Linked DNA regions of Mus musculus: all the other regions are linked to region 3. The links are chromatin contacts, called in public Hi-C maps. All regions are on one chromosome and are shown on one strand. Each heading gives the region's core, a stretch centred on a gene start, on an enhancer-like site or on the middle of the called end of the contact. The rest is flanking DNA. Distances are from core to core; before and after follow the strand shown.

Region 1 (3,773 bases), core at 331-2,830, 110 kb after region 3:
CATTTATATGCAAGAACATCAGGGCAAAGCCCAGGAAATCCCTCATTTATGGATCTTTAAGGGGTCTCTCTACCTCCCTCATCCTCTAGGGCTGGTAGGTACCAGACAACTAAAGCAGGCCCTGTACCCCGTCACCCCATTTAAAACTACTCAATGACACACTTACTTGACACCTACTTACCTGAGAACAGTCAAGGTTCTTACACCCCCCTCCTCTCTCTCCTGGAAACCCTGGGTGTCATGGCGTAGGGTGGCCCATTTCCATGGTGGAGCTGTGAGTGACAAACTCTTTCTAAGGGACCTCTGAACTCGCCTCACCAAACCCGAGTGAGGGATAGAAAACATTCGACATGCTTTCTCACTACAGCTTCACAGCCCTGCATGGCTCTCCTGGACCCATTACTGTCCACCCCTGCCCTACGCCAGATGCTGCCCTTCTCTTTGGAGTCCTGGCATCCTCAGCTCACGCAGGATGGAGTGGGAAGGCCTTCTCATCTCTTTACCCAGTTGCTCCTTCAGACAGACTTCAGCTTCTCCACCTCACCCTCAGCTTCTCCACCTCACCTTCATTTCAGCTCCAGCTGCTGCCCTCTGCGCTCCGGGCCTCCTTGCCTCACCAGCCTTCTGGGCCTGAGACCTGGTGGTTGGCATGCATAAGTGTGTGAGTGTGTGTGTGTGTATGCATGTATATTTATGTGTAAGTATGTGTGTGTGCATATGTATTTGTGTGTGAGTGTGTGCATGTGTGTTTGTGTGTATGTTTGTATTTATGTGTTAGTGTGTGTGTGCATGTGTGTTTGTGTTTATGTGTGTTTTATGTGTGTGCATGCATGTGTGTTTGTGTGTGTGTGTGCATGTGTGTTTGTGTTTATGTATGTCTATTTCCCAGCCTTGATCACTTGGTTATGTTAAGGGCACTTATCACATAAGCGTAGCCTGAAATCTGTCATCTGTATCCTGCTTGGTTTATGGTCCTTCCACTCAGCAGAACCATCAACTACTTTAGGCAGAAGGTCTTTCTGTCCATAGGCATGTCCTCGGAGCCTAGACTCAGCAAACCTTAGAGCAAAGAAATGCAAAATGGTGCCCTCAAGCTATAAACCAAAGAGGCATGGCCTTGGGATTCCCCTGGGGTCAGGGATGGCCTTAGAAACCGTCAGAGAGATCTTTGGAGAGCTCAGACCACTGGCAGGGGCTGTAGATGGCCAGAGCTACCAGTCAGTCCTGGGAGGAGATGCTAAGCAGAGCCCTGGAGACTGATAAGATCTGGAAGCAGAGGGTGGGGAGGGCAGGGAGAACAGCTAGGGAAGGGACCTGGCAGGAGGTAGAAGGGCTCAGGGTCTCCAAGAATGGCTGGACTCAAGAACACATGGACTGACCTCCTTTGTGTGACTCCATACAGGGGACCTGGAGGTCAGTCCATGTGGAGTGTAGGGGTGTGTGTGGAGTGTGGGGGTATGGGTGTGGGGTGTTCTTTTCTTTCTTTCTTTTTTCTCACGGGGCGTGGGAACTAGGGAGTGTTTGAAAAGCCACTGGGAGCAGGCACACTTGTTATTCGTGGTGATGGTGATGCTTCCTCTCACGTGTGGGTGTCTTTCTGAAGCTGTAGGCCTTGTCTCCAGCAAGCAGTTCAACTCTGCACTTGTATATTTTGTGCCCAAATGAGTTAGGCTTGTGTGCACATATGTACTCGCCTGTCATGTGTGCACATATGTACATGCCTGTCATGTGTGCACATATGTACTCGCCTGTCATGTGTGCACATATGTACATGCCTGTCATGTGTGCACATATGTACTCGCCTGTCATGTGTGCACATATGTACTCGCCTGTCATGTGTGCACATATGTACATGCCTGTCATGTGTTCACATATGTACATGCCTGTCATGTGTGCACATATGTACACGCCTGTGGAGGCCCAAAGGTTGACTTCTGCTTCTTTCTCAATCACTCCCCACTTTTCTTTTTCTTTTCCTATTTTCATGTGTGTGTGTGGGGGGGGGCAGACAGAGAAAGAGAGACAGAAAGGGTGACACATAAAGATCTGCTGCTGATTCTGTGCTCTTAAGTAATGTTAGACTGTAATTAAGACTGTAAAGGCTCCTGCGACTAGCCAGTTTGGAAAACTGCTGATTTATCTAATATTTAATTAAATAGCATTTTTGTTTTGTTTTGTTTTTCGAGACAGAGTTTCTCTGAGTGAGTCTGGAACTCACTCTGCAGAGCAGGCTGGCCTCGAACTTGGAAATCTGCCTGCCTCTGCCTCCTAAGTGCTGGGATTAAAGGCATGTGCCACCACTGCCCAGCATTAAATAGCATTTTTATAATGTCCAAAACAACTGGCATAAAGAGGCTTGGGAACAGATATAATTGAATTGTGGAGGCTATAAAATCAACTGGAGCATCTTGCAGAATGGCCTAAAACCAGGAGAGCCAAAACGTCCTGAGCATCGTGGTGGGATGTTTCCTGACATGGTAAAAAGCCTGACACTGGAAAGTCCAGATGTGGAGCATCTGTGGTGACAGGGCGAGAACAGTCATGCTACCACTGACTGTCACATGGTAGGCACCAGGTCCCTTGAGAGGGTACCTGTGAGTTTCTCACTGGACTCCCCCTCAACCTTTGGGGCAGGTCCTGTCTGTGCTCTGGTTCCAGTTTGAGGGTCATCAAGCTGAGGTCCTGAGCCTAGGAGAGGCAGAGCGGGGGGCCTTGCGCTTAGGTCTGTTGGCCTAGAGACGGTCCTAACTGCAGATTCTCAAATCAGAGTCTGTGAAAAGATTCCTAAAGAGGCAGGTGGAGCCAGCGAGCCAGCGGACCAAGGCTGGGCTGGGCGGCCACGTAGTTCTAAAGGTAGAGCCCCAGGCAGGTAGTGAGGGCCAAGATCAGTTGGGGTAGCAGCTTTAATGCCATTCACCCACAAAAGCCCAAGGAACAACCCATGGGATCCCTCTTGGCTTTAACCTGGTTCTGTCCTCATGGAAGTGTCACAGTGGTCTTACTGCCTTCCTCTACATGGGCTAAGACGCACTGGGTTGCCACGGCCAGCCAGTTCTTAAGTTGGCTTACGAGCCTTGTGGTCAGCAGTTTGGGTTGCTGTGGGTTCGAATCATGCTGGAGGAATGGGGTTGGGGTTGATTTCTTCCAGGACTGCCCTCCAGTCCACACAGAGGCCATTGAACCTCTCAACAGTGACCATAGCAACTGCTTGTTTCTTCCCACCTCCACATGAGATAATCCAGGGAACTCCTGCCATGAACAGCACAGTCAGCAAAATGGAATTCTGGAAATTTCCTACATGAGCGAGCCAGCAGTTGTTCAAAAGGCAGCGTACAAAGGCTCAGCTTAGGTAAATTTCCTATCCCCGCATCACCCTCTGCTTCCCCTCACTCATGAGCCTCTCTATCTCTACCCACACTCTTGCTCCATAGAGTTGCTTCCTTATTTACCCCAAGGCCAACTTCAAGGGTTATTTGCTTCTTGTACAAGAGCTGGGCCCATCCCCAGACACACAGCAGTGCAGAGCATTTTGAAGAATGGATGCCTAGAAAGAGTCGGACAGTCTCAGTTTCTCCGCTTCTGATTGGGGTGGAATCTAGAGGTTTTCATAGGGGCCTCTGTTGACTTTGGAAACAACCCACTTGCTCCATCCACTAACTCCTACAATGCCTTTGCAAAAGTGTGTGCAAGAGAGGGTGGGAACTGGGAGGAGAAGTGGGCAGTTCTTTCCCTAACACCTTGGGATAGCGCTGCTAGCAACCAGGAAGATCTGA
Region 2 (3,676 bases), core at 162-2,661, 110 kb before region 3:
TTTTTTTTTCCTGCTGATGTAGAAACAGCTGGAAATCTCTGGAATTTAGGGCTGTGGTGGCCTGAGGAGGTGTTGTCAAGCTTAGTGTGTGCTAGGCTAGGCAGGAAGCATCATTTGTAGTTTGGGTATAACAGGAGGCTCTCTGTATGTTAATATTAGAAATAGGTGTGTCTGGGACCTTTTCCTTTCTTCGGGCTAGTAGAGTGTCAAGGGTTTCCTGGGAAGCTGAAAGAAGCCACAATGGAGGTCTGGTCCCAGTCTATCAGTATCACAGCTGGTTACACCTCAGCATCTCCCACAACACCCGTTTCTAGCCTGTCCCACTCCTTCTCAAGTTAGGATCCTGCCTTGTCTTTCTCCTTCTCTTGTCCTACATAACCTGAGCCTTGCTATGCTAAGACCTTTGTGCTTTTACATGGTTACCTGGAAACCAGCCTTCTCCTATAGCTTGGGTTCATGGGCTCAGCCATCTCTCTGCCCTGTGGGTAGTGATAGAGGAGGGATGGGTTGTATGGGTTCAGAGTTTAGGACTCATATTAGCTTCCCAATACAGTTAGGATAGAGCACCGCACACTAGGTGTCTTCATATAACAGGAGTTCAGGAGGCTACAAGGCTGAGGCCAGGCTGTAGAGTGACATGTAATTCCTGTTACATGAAGACACCTAGGAAGCTTCCAGGAGTTGAAACATCAACTTATTTTGGTAGGATATGATTCAACCCATCCAGAGGTCAGAGGAGGGAGTGATGTGGTCCAGAGGACATCAGAAGTGAGAAACTCATGCCCTATGGAGGCCCTCCTCTTCAGGAAATAGCTTCTCTGTGATCCTGGAGGAATCCTGTTGCCCCAGCCTTGCAGAAGGGTAGGTGTTGGGTTCTGCAGTGTACCAAGAAACCATCCTTTCAGCCTGAGGAAGGAATCTAAGAAAAGGGGATACGCTGTGGGGATTACCCCTCTACGGACCTGGGGTCTTCTCTAAATAGTGTGTACCTTGCTCCTGTCACCTGCTTGTATTCACCTGTCTCTGTAGTAGAGGTGGCTTCTTGTTGGTTCCTAAAGGCCCCTGAGTACCATTAGTACTCAGTGTAGTGAGTACCACTAGACCTAATGCTGGCTAAATGGTCTATTATTCTGGTCCCAGGAGACCCAGGCATGGCACAGGGAGGAATGAGTGAGACCATTTGCTTGTCTTAGCCAGAACATGGGATTATTCCATTAACCCTAGCCCCAACTAGACAAATAGGATTAATGATTCTATCTCAAAATATTTGTATTAGAAATTAAAGCAGACAGAGAGAAATGGTCCAGAGTTTGGCTTTCAAAGAAGATTCCTGGCCGCTGGGCTATAAACACTAGTGGCCATCTGCATTCCATCAAGGCAGATCTGGGATCCATCACTGTCTGCTGGCCCAGCTTCTGGGTCCTGCTTCCCAGAGAGCAGATCAAAGAGGCAGGGTCCTCGTGGCCCTTGTCCGCTCTGGTTGGCAGATGTCATTACTTTCTGGGTCATTCACCTTGTGTTCAACTTCAGTTTATTTTGTAAGTAGTTTGGAAATCCTGGGGTTCCTCCTGGCCAAGGCTCCCCCCAAGCATGGAAGTCTGCATGTCTGGAACAACAGTAGTGGAGCAAGGGGCGATCAGAGGACAGCTGAGAAGGAAGGTGTCAAGCATGCTCATGTAGGGCAGACTCATGTTTGTTAGTGAGGATTCTCTAGAGGGGCGGAACCAGTAGAATTAATGTACACATTAGCTTACATGACAATGTCTGGGCAGTCCAACAATGGCTGTCTCAACCAGAGAGACTGAAACACTGGTAGTTTCTCCATCCATTAGCTGGATTCCTTAGCAGCTCTGCTCTGGCACTGAAGTCCCAGAAGACCCTAAAGAACCAATGGCCTTTGGTTCATGGTGAAGCCCAAAGTTGAGTCCTAATTTCAGTGAAGGAATGTAGCAGCGGCAATGTAGGTGAACTTGTCAGCAAGAGTAAATGAAAGCAGGCAAAATTCTTCCTTCTTCCATCCCCTCTAGCCTCTGGGTATCACATGTAGGCTAGGTCTCCCCACTCAAAACAATCTGACCAAGGAAGTTATTTTCTGGAGTGTCTCTTAGTTGATTCCAGATCCAGTGTGTGTGTACTTCGGGGAGAGGTTGAGGGCTAGAGAGGTCAAGTCTCCTGTGTGCAGGAGAGTAGTAAATGACATTGCTTAGCAGGTCTGAGTGTTCCTCTGTTCACAATGGGGTGAGTGATGGCCGGTCAGAAGGATCTGGGGAGCTGCAGTGTCTTCCCAGCTGAGTGCTGCCTTGTCACTATGCAGGGAGCTGAGCAAGTTCCGAGTGTGCCACAAACACCAGAGCCACCACAGTATCCTGTGATGTCAGACAGCAGTGACTCAGGGCATAGACTCAGCAAGGCGCTTAAGGATGGATGCTCTCCTGGGAGTATTCACCAACTGAAAGGAAGGGCAGTCTATTCAGACGAAGTGTTTAGAGGAAGGCTTCGGAGCAATCCTTAGCCAGCATTTTCTAGAAATCTGAACCTTCTCAAAGAGATACAGGATCCGTAGGAGCTGAAGAGTCCTCTGTTTTCTGTTGTCCAGGTTACTTAGTTTTTGTTTTTATTGTCTCTAAAATAATGTTGCAAAAAATATGTAGGTCATTTATTTCAGTGTTATTATTTCTATCATCAGCCTCATTGAGATACTTGGCCAGAATCTCATTATGTAGCCTCTGGACTCACATCTATATTTATTCCAGGGTACATTAATTCCAGGATTTTTAGTGTGTGCAAAGCTGTGCACATACCAGAGACTGTTTTGTTTGTTTGTTTGTTTTATTTGATATCTATATATATTATTCTTGAGGGTGTAGCCTTGGGCATGAATGTCATCACTCAGGATGGTGGCTTCTGCGTCATCTGGAGTCACATATACAGCTGCCCTCCTCCTCTTCGTCCTGTGAGACAGGATCTCACTAGGTAGCCCTTGGCTGGTCTGGAATTAGTCTGCTTGTGCTGCTGTAAGCCTCCTGCTCCTGCCTCCCGAGCTCAGGAGTTGTGTCACTGTGCCCAGTTTCATGGGCTTTCTTGGCTTCTTTCCTGGATGTGCGCCACTCAGGTAGTTCCCAGAGATTTTCAGTGTTGGTTTGTTTTCCAGGACAGTTCTGCTAGCTTTGCTTTGTTACTGGCAGCCCTTGTAGTTATTCACGCTGCTGTCCCAGAAGAAGAAGCACTGCTTTGTATCTTACTAACCAAAGTGTCTTTCCTTATAACTTTGCCTGCTAATCCAGTCTTGGCAGAACACAGTGTGTGTGACATATCATAGTGTAATGTTCTGCTGTATTTACCATCTTATTCCCTGAACCCAGTAGAAGAAGAACATTTTAGTTTTCAAATAGATTATTTGTGCATGTATGTATGTATGTATGTATGTATGTATCTGTCTATCTAGTAGTATGTGTGTATACTTATCTATCAATCTTTCTACTTATCTATAATCTATTATCTATATATCTATTTATCTATCAATCATATCTCATCTATGTCTATCATCTATCTACCCATTATTTATCAATCTGTTTTATATCTATTGTTATTATCTATAAATCATCTTCTATCTATCTATCTATCTATCTATCTATCTATCTATCTATCTATCATTTGTCTATCCTCATCTGTCTGT
Region 3 (3,772 bases), core at 493-2,992:
TCTGCAAAGCCAAAGACATTGACTAAGTTTGCTGGAAAACTCATGAAAGTCACAAAAAGACACACACACACACAGAGTGAGAGAGTGAGAGAGCGAGAGAGAGAGAGAGAGAGAGAGAGAGAGAGAGGATCATTTCCTGCTGTCCTTCATTGTCAAGCTGACTCTCTGCCTTCTCTCTGCTTCACACCACCAGCATCCTAAACAACATAGGCTTCTGAGCCATTCAGCAGGATTCAGGCTGAGTTCCCAGTTCCCTCTCATTTCCTCTTATTGTTCCAGCAAAACGTGTTTGAAGCTGGGTGTTTATGGGGAGGAAATGGCCACAGGATGGCCAGTGTTCATCAAGGACGAGAGGGCAGCTTTCTGTACTGATTCTCTGGTGGTTCCAGGAGGGAGCAAGCCTACGCCTCTCTTCCAGGCCCTTTGCCACAGCTTCGGCCCATAATCGCTGAATATTCATCATTGTACCTATGAGGGAGAGCAATGAAGGAGTAGAAAGAGACGTCTGTAGCATTTGGTGGGGAGCAGGTATTCCTCATTTTTGTTGGAGCTGGCTATGGGCATGGGGACTATGGCATGTAGGTAGCCCCTCCCTCTGTGTCATCTCAGACCTGGGCTCCACTCTACCCTGGTGCTGGCTATGAAAGAGATAGGGTCTAATAGGATTAATGCTACAACTTGGGAGAAAAGGTAAAAGTTTGAACTCTCTTCTGCAGTGACTGCGTCACCAAACCAGGCTGACTTTGGGAACAAAACAAAACAAAACAAAACAAAAAACTCCACCTCACCATACCTGGATGCACAGAAAAACAACAAAATCCTTAGTTCCCACTGCACTGTAGCTGAGTACAGGGAGAAGCCAGGACCAAGACAAGTCTCCTCTGGGGCTGGGCAGGGAGGCACTTTTTAGTGAGGAAGAAGAACACCTGCTCCGGATTCTAGAAAGGGGCTTCCAATAAGTGATCCCTGCCCAGGGTCAGCTGGCTGAACTAAACTGCAAAATCAGCCCTGCCTGGGGGCCGCCCTCCGAGTCTGGAGAGGCGATGGTCCAGCATTTGCGTGCAAAATCAGCTCAGCCTAGGGACCTTCCTTCTAGGTCTGGAGAGTGGCTTGTCCAGCTCTTGCCTACCCCCCCCCTTCCCTTGCCTCCCTTCATCAAGCAAAGCTGGTGGGTGAGGTGCTGCTGGCTCTCACAGTCTGTTTCCTTGCATAATTACTTCTTTTACAAAATGGCCAGGGGAGAGTTATCATTTTCCAACTTCTGATCTTAATAATACAGTCCAGCTGCTCTGTGTCACCCCTCAGGGTGCCTGCTGGCAGGCCATTGTCGGGTGGTGGCTGATGGAAAATTAAAAGGATACAGAGAGATGGAATCCCAGCTTGGGTCACAGCTGGGCTACTGAGACAGGGTGGGAGTGGTCCCTGCAAGAGCCACCTCACGCCGGTTCTCCGTCTAGTCCGCGCACCCTTCATTAAAGTGGATCTGGCCCGGGAGCTTCAGAATGTTGGCTTAGAGATGGACTTGTCTCCAAACTGAGAGCCTCCTCAGCTCAGCTTCCCACTAAGTCATCCAAGGAGGGGCTGAATTATCAAATACATGGCCTTGGCCCCAGAAGGGACTGGGGCACAGTGGCAGCTTCTGGCTTCCTCTCAGCTTCAGTCTCTGCCAGCCAAGCGCTGAGGTGGGAAGGAGCCTTAGCCTCCTGGGCTGGTGGTGTCTTGGGGCTGTTTATGAAAGTGACTGGGAGGGATATGGAGGAAAATAGATCTGCCTTCTGTATCCCCAGCCACAGAGGCCCCCTGAAGCAGCTTTACTGAAGGGCTGATTTTATCAAGGGTGGATCAGAGCCAAGTCTGTTATCTGAAGGGGAGCCTGAATGGGCTGCTCAGGAGCCCATGCCACCTAGGAAACCGTGCCTCTGTGGTGTTCTCCTGCAGCAGGTCTGGCTCAGCCTACTCCCACGCCCTCTCAGCCTTGTCTTCAGAACTGAAAGGAAATCTCAAATGGAATGTGTTTTTAGGGTAGCAGTGAGTAATTTTTATAAAAGTACGATTTCATTTTCTTTTTCAAATTCTCGGTGGAACATATGACTATTAGCATTTAAAAAAGTATTCAGGGGGCTGATCCGGGGGCAATTAGAGCAGTCACTTTAAAATCCCCAAAGTGCTCTGAAAGTGGTGTGCTAATGGTGATCAAATTATAAATGCAAGCTGGGTTCCCACTGGAAAGAGAGAGAAAGAAAAAAAGAAAGAAAGAAAAAAGCCTGCTTGAGGGATGTTCCACTTTTCAAGTTAGGAACCCAGGGATAATAGCAGCCTGATCCCAGCTGCACATGGAGACAGTTCGGGCACGAGGAGGAACGAGGAGGACAGTGGGAAGGAAGGGGTCATGATGCCCACCCTGAGGAGCAAGCTCTCTCCATCCTCCGGAAAGTCTCCAGATCAGTCAGGATAAGGGTCAGATTGCTGAACCCTGCTAATTCATCAGCTCCACTTGAAAGTTGGGGAGGATGAATGAGACTCTTAGTGAGAACGTCTAGAACAAGGGTGGGGGCTGGGAAGAATGCACAGTGGTAGAGAGCATGTACATTCTGCTCTTAGAGTCTGAGTCAGTTCTCAGCACCCGTGGCAGGTGGCTCATAAACCATCTGTAGTAAAACAGAAAACTAAGATGGGAGCCTGGACTGATAGCTTGAAATTGCAGGAGTGGTCCCTTCACCATGCTGTAGATATGTCTACTAAGAAAGCCTTCCTCCTTATTGAGTCTTTTTTTTATCCTATCTGTAAAATGGGTTTGTTGGGTGGACTCCCCCCCCCCCCTGCCCCAGGTATGCTTTGTAAATAAAAAAATGAATCATGGCCTCATAACAGATGGGGATTCTTAAGTGAGATGCTTGAGTGCAGATTTACCTCAATCAAAGCTGTAGCTGGTATCTGAACCTCCCTCCCCACCTATTGGTTTCTTGCATTCAGTAATCTATTGGGCCTGTGAGGAGGCCTGCACTGTATGGCTTCTCCTTGAGCTTTGGACTATGGTCCCACAATTCGGTCACACTCCTATTCTCTGGTCTTTACAAATACTTCCATCCCATTTCCTTGTACCCACTTCAGTGAAAACACAAAGCCACCTAAGATTGCCCCACACCCTCCCTTATTGCCCCTCCCCCCACAATCTCTCCTCTCACTGTGGACAGGTCCCTGCAGCTCGATGAGACCTAATCTGTGATGCCAGATCCCACCTTCTCTCACTGACTTCTAGATCTTCTTCTAGCAGTTTTTGACTTCCTCTGAACTGAAGCTTTCTTCCTTTGTGGGTTAACAGATACCCAAAGCTATTCAAACAGGCTGTACTTTCCCCTCATAGGCCAAAACTCATCTTATGATTCCATTTCCGCTCCGTCCACACTCTGCTCATCTGCTTCCTGTCAGAGCTACACTTCTTGAGGACTCTGTCTGTGCGCTCCTGTCAATCTTTGTGGTCTCATTGTTTCAATTTACTATTCTCTGATTAATTGTCCCCCTCATTGACTTGGTCTTAGCATGACATACTTTATAATATACTTTGATATCCACCAGGAATTGTCTCTAAGACCCCATTCTACATCAGCTCCATTATACTACTAGCATATGACCTATGTATATCCTTCCCTACATCTGAAATCATTCAAATCATTACTTATAGTGCCCAGTATACTGTAAGTGTTACGTGAATACTTATGTTGTATTGTTTAGGGAACGATGACAAGAAGAAATGTCTGCACATGTTTCAATA

The links. Hi-C and Micro-C count contacts between places; a contact is called where the count stands out from the background.
Region 1: a contact with region 3 is called in a Hi-C map of the N1E-115 cell line, with 7 times the contacts expected there. The contact joins two enhancer-like sites. A contact is called at or near these places in 1 of 15 datasets of contacts at CTCF or cohesin (large pre-B cells), 13 of 484 Hi-C or Micro-C datasets (the HPC-7 cell line, the N1E-115 cell line, the NIH/3T3 cell line and 7 more), 1 of 115 datasets of contacts at active chromatin or transcription factors (heart atrium) and 1 of 9 other capture datasets (embryonic stem cells).
Region 2: a Hi-C map of the N1E-115 cell line shows a contact between it and region 3, with 1.9 times the contacts expected there. The contact joins two enhancer-like sites. A contact is called at or near these places in 5 of 484 Hi-C or Micro-C datasets (the C2C12 cell line, the N1E-115 cell line, embryonic fibroblasts and 2 more) and 1 of 9 other capture datasets (embryonic stem cells).

What each region holds. Positions count from the first base shown.
Region 1 is chr7:132,226,903-132,230,675 of GRCm38.p6, reverse strand. No RefSeq gene overlaps it. Among named protein-coding and RNA genes, the nearest start is that of Cpxm2, 74 kb to the right of the region's middle. Within about 2 kb of position 1,580, at least 5 of the 459 cell types and tissues checked have an H3K27ac peak or open chromatin away from gene starts, as enhancers often do. A contact at or near this core is called in the N1E-115 cell line, where this site is marked.
Region 2 is chr7:132,446,421-132,450,096 of GRCm38.p6, reverse strand. No RefSeq gene overlaps it. Among named protein-coding and RNA genes, the nearest start is that of Gm35147, 18 kb to the left of the region's middle. Within about 2 kb of position 1,411, at least 20 of the 459 cell types and tissues checked have an H3K27ac peak or open chromatin away from gene starts, as enhancers often do. A contact at or near this core is called in the N1E-115 cell line, where this site is marked.
Region 3 is chr7:132,335,086-132,338,857 of GRCm38.p6, reverse strand. No RefSeq gene overlaps it. Among named protein-coding and RNA genes, the nearest start is that of Chst15, 20 kb to the right of the region's middle. Within about 2 kb of position 1,742, at least 32 of the 459 cell types and tissues checked have an H3K27ac peak or open chromatin away from gene starts, as enhancers often do. A contact at or near this core is called in the N1E-115 cell line, where this site is marked.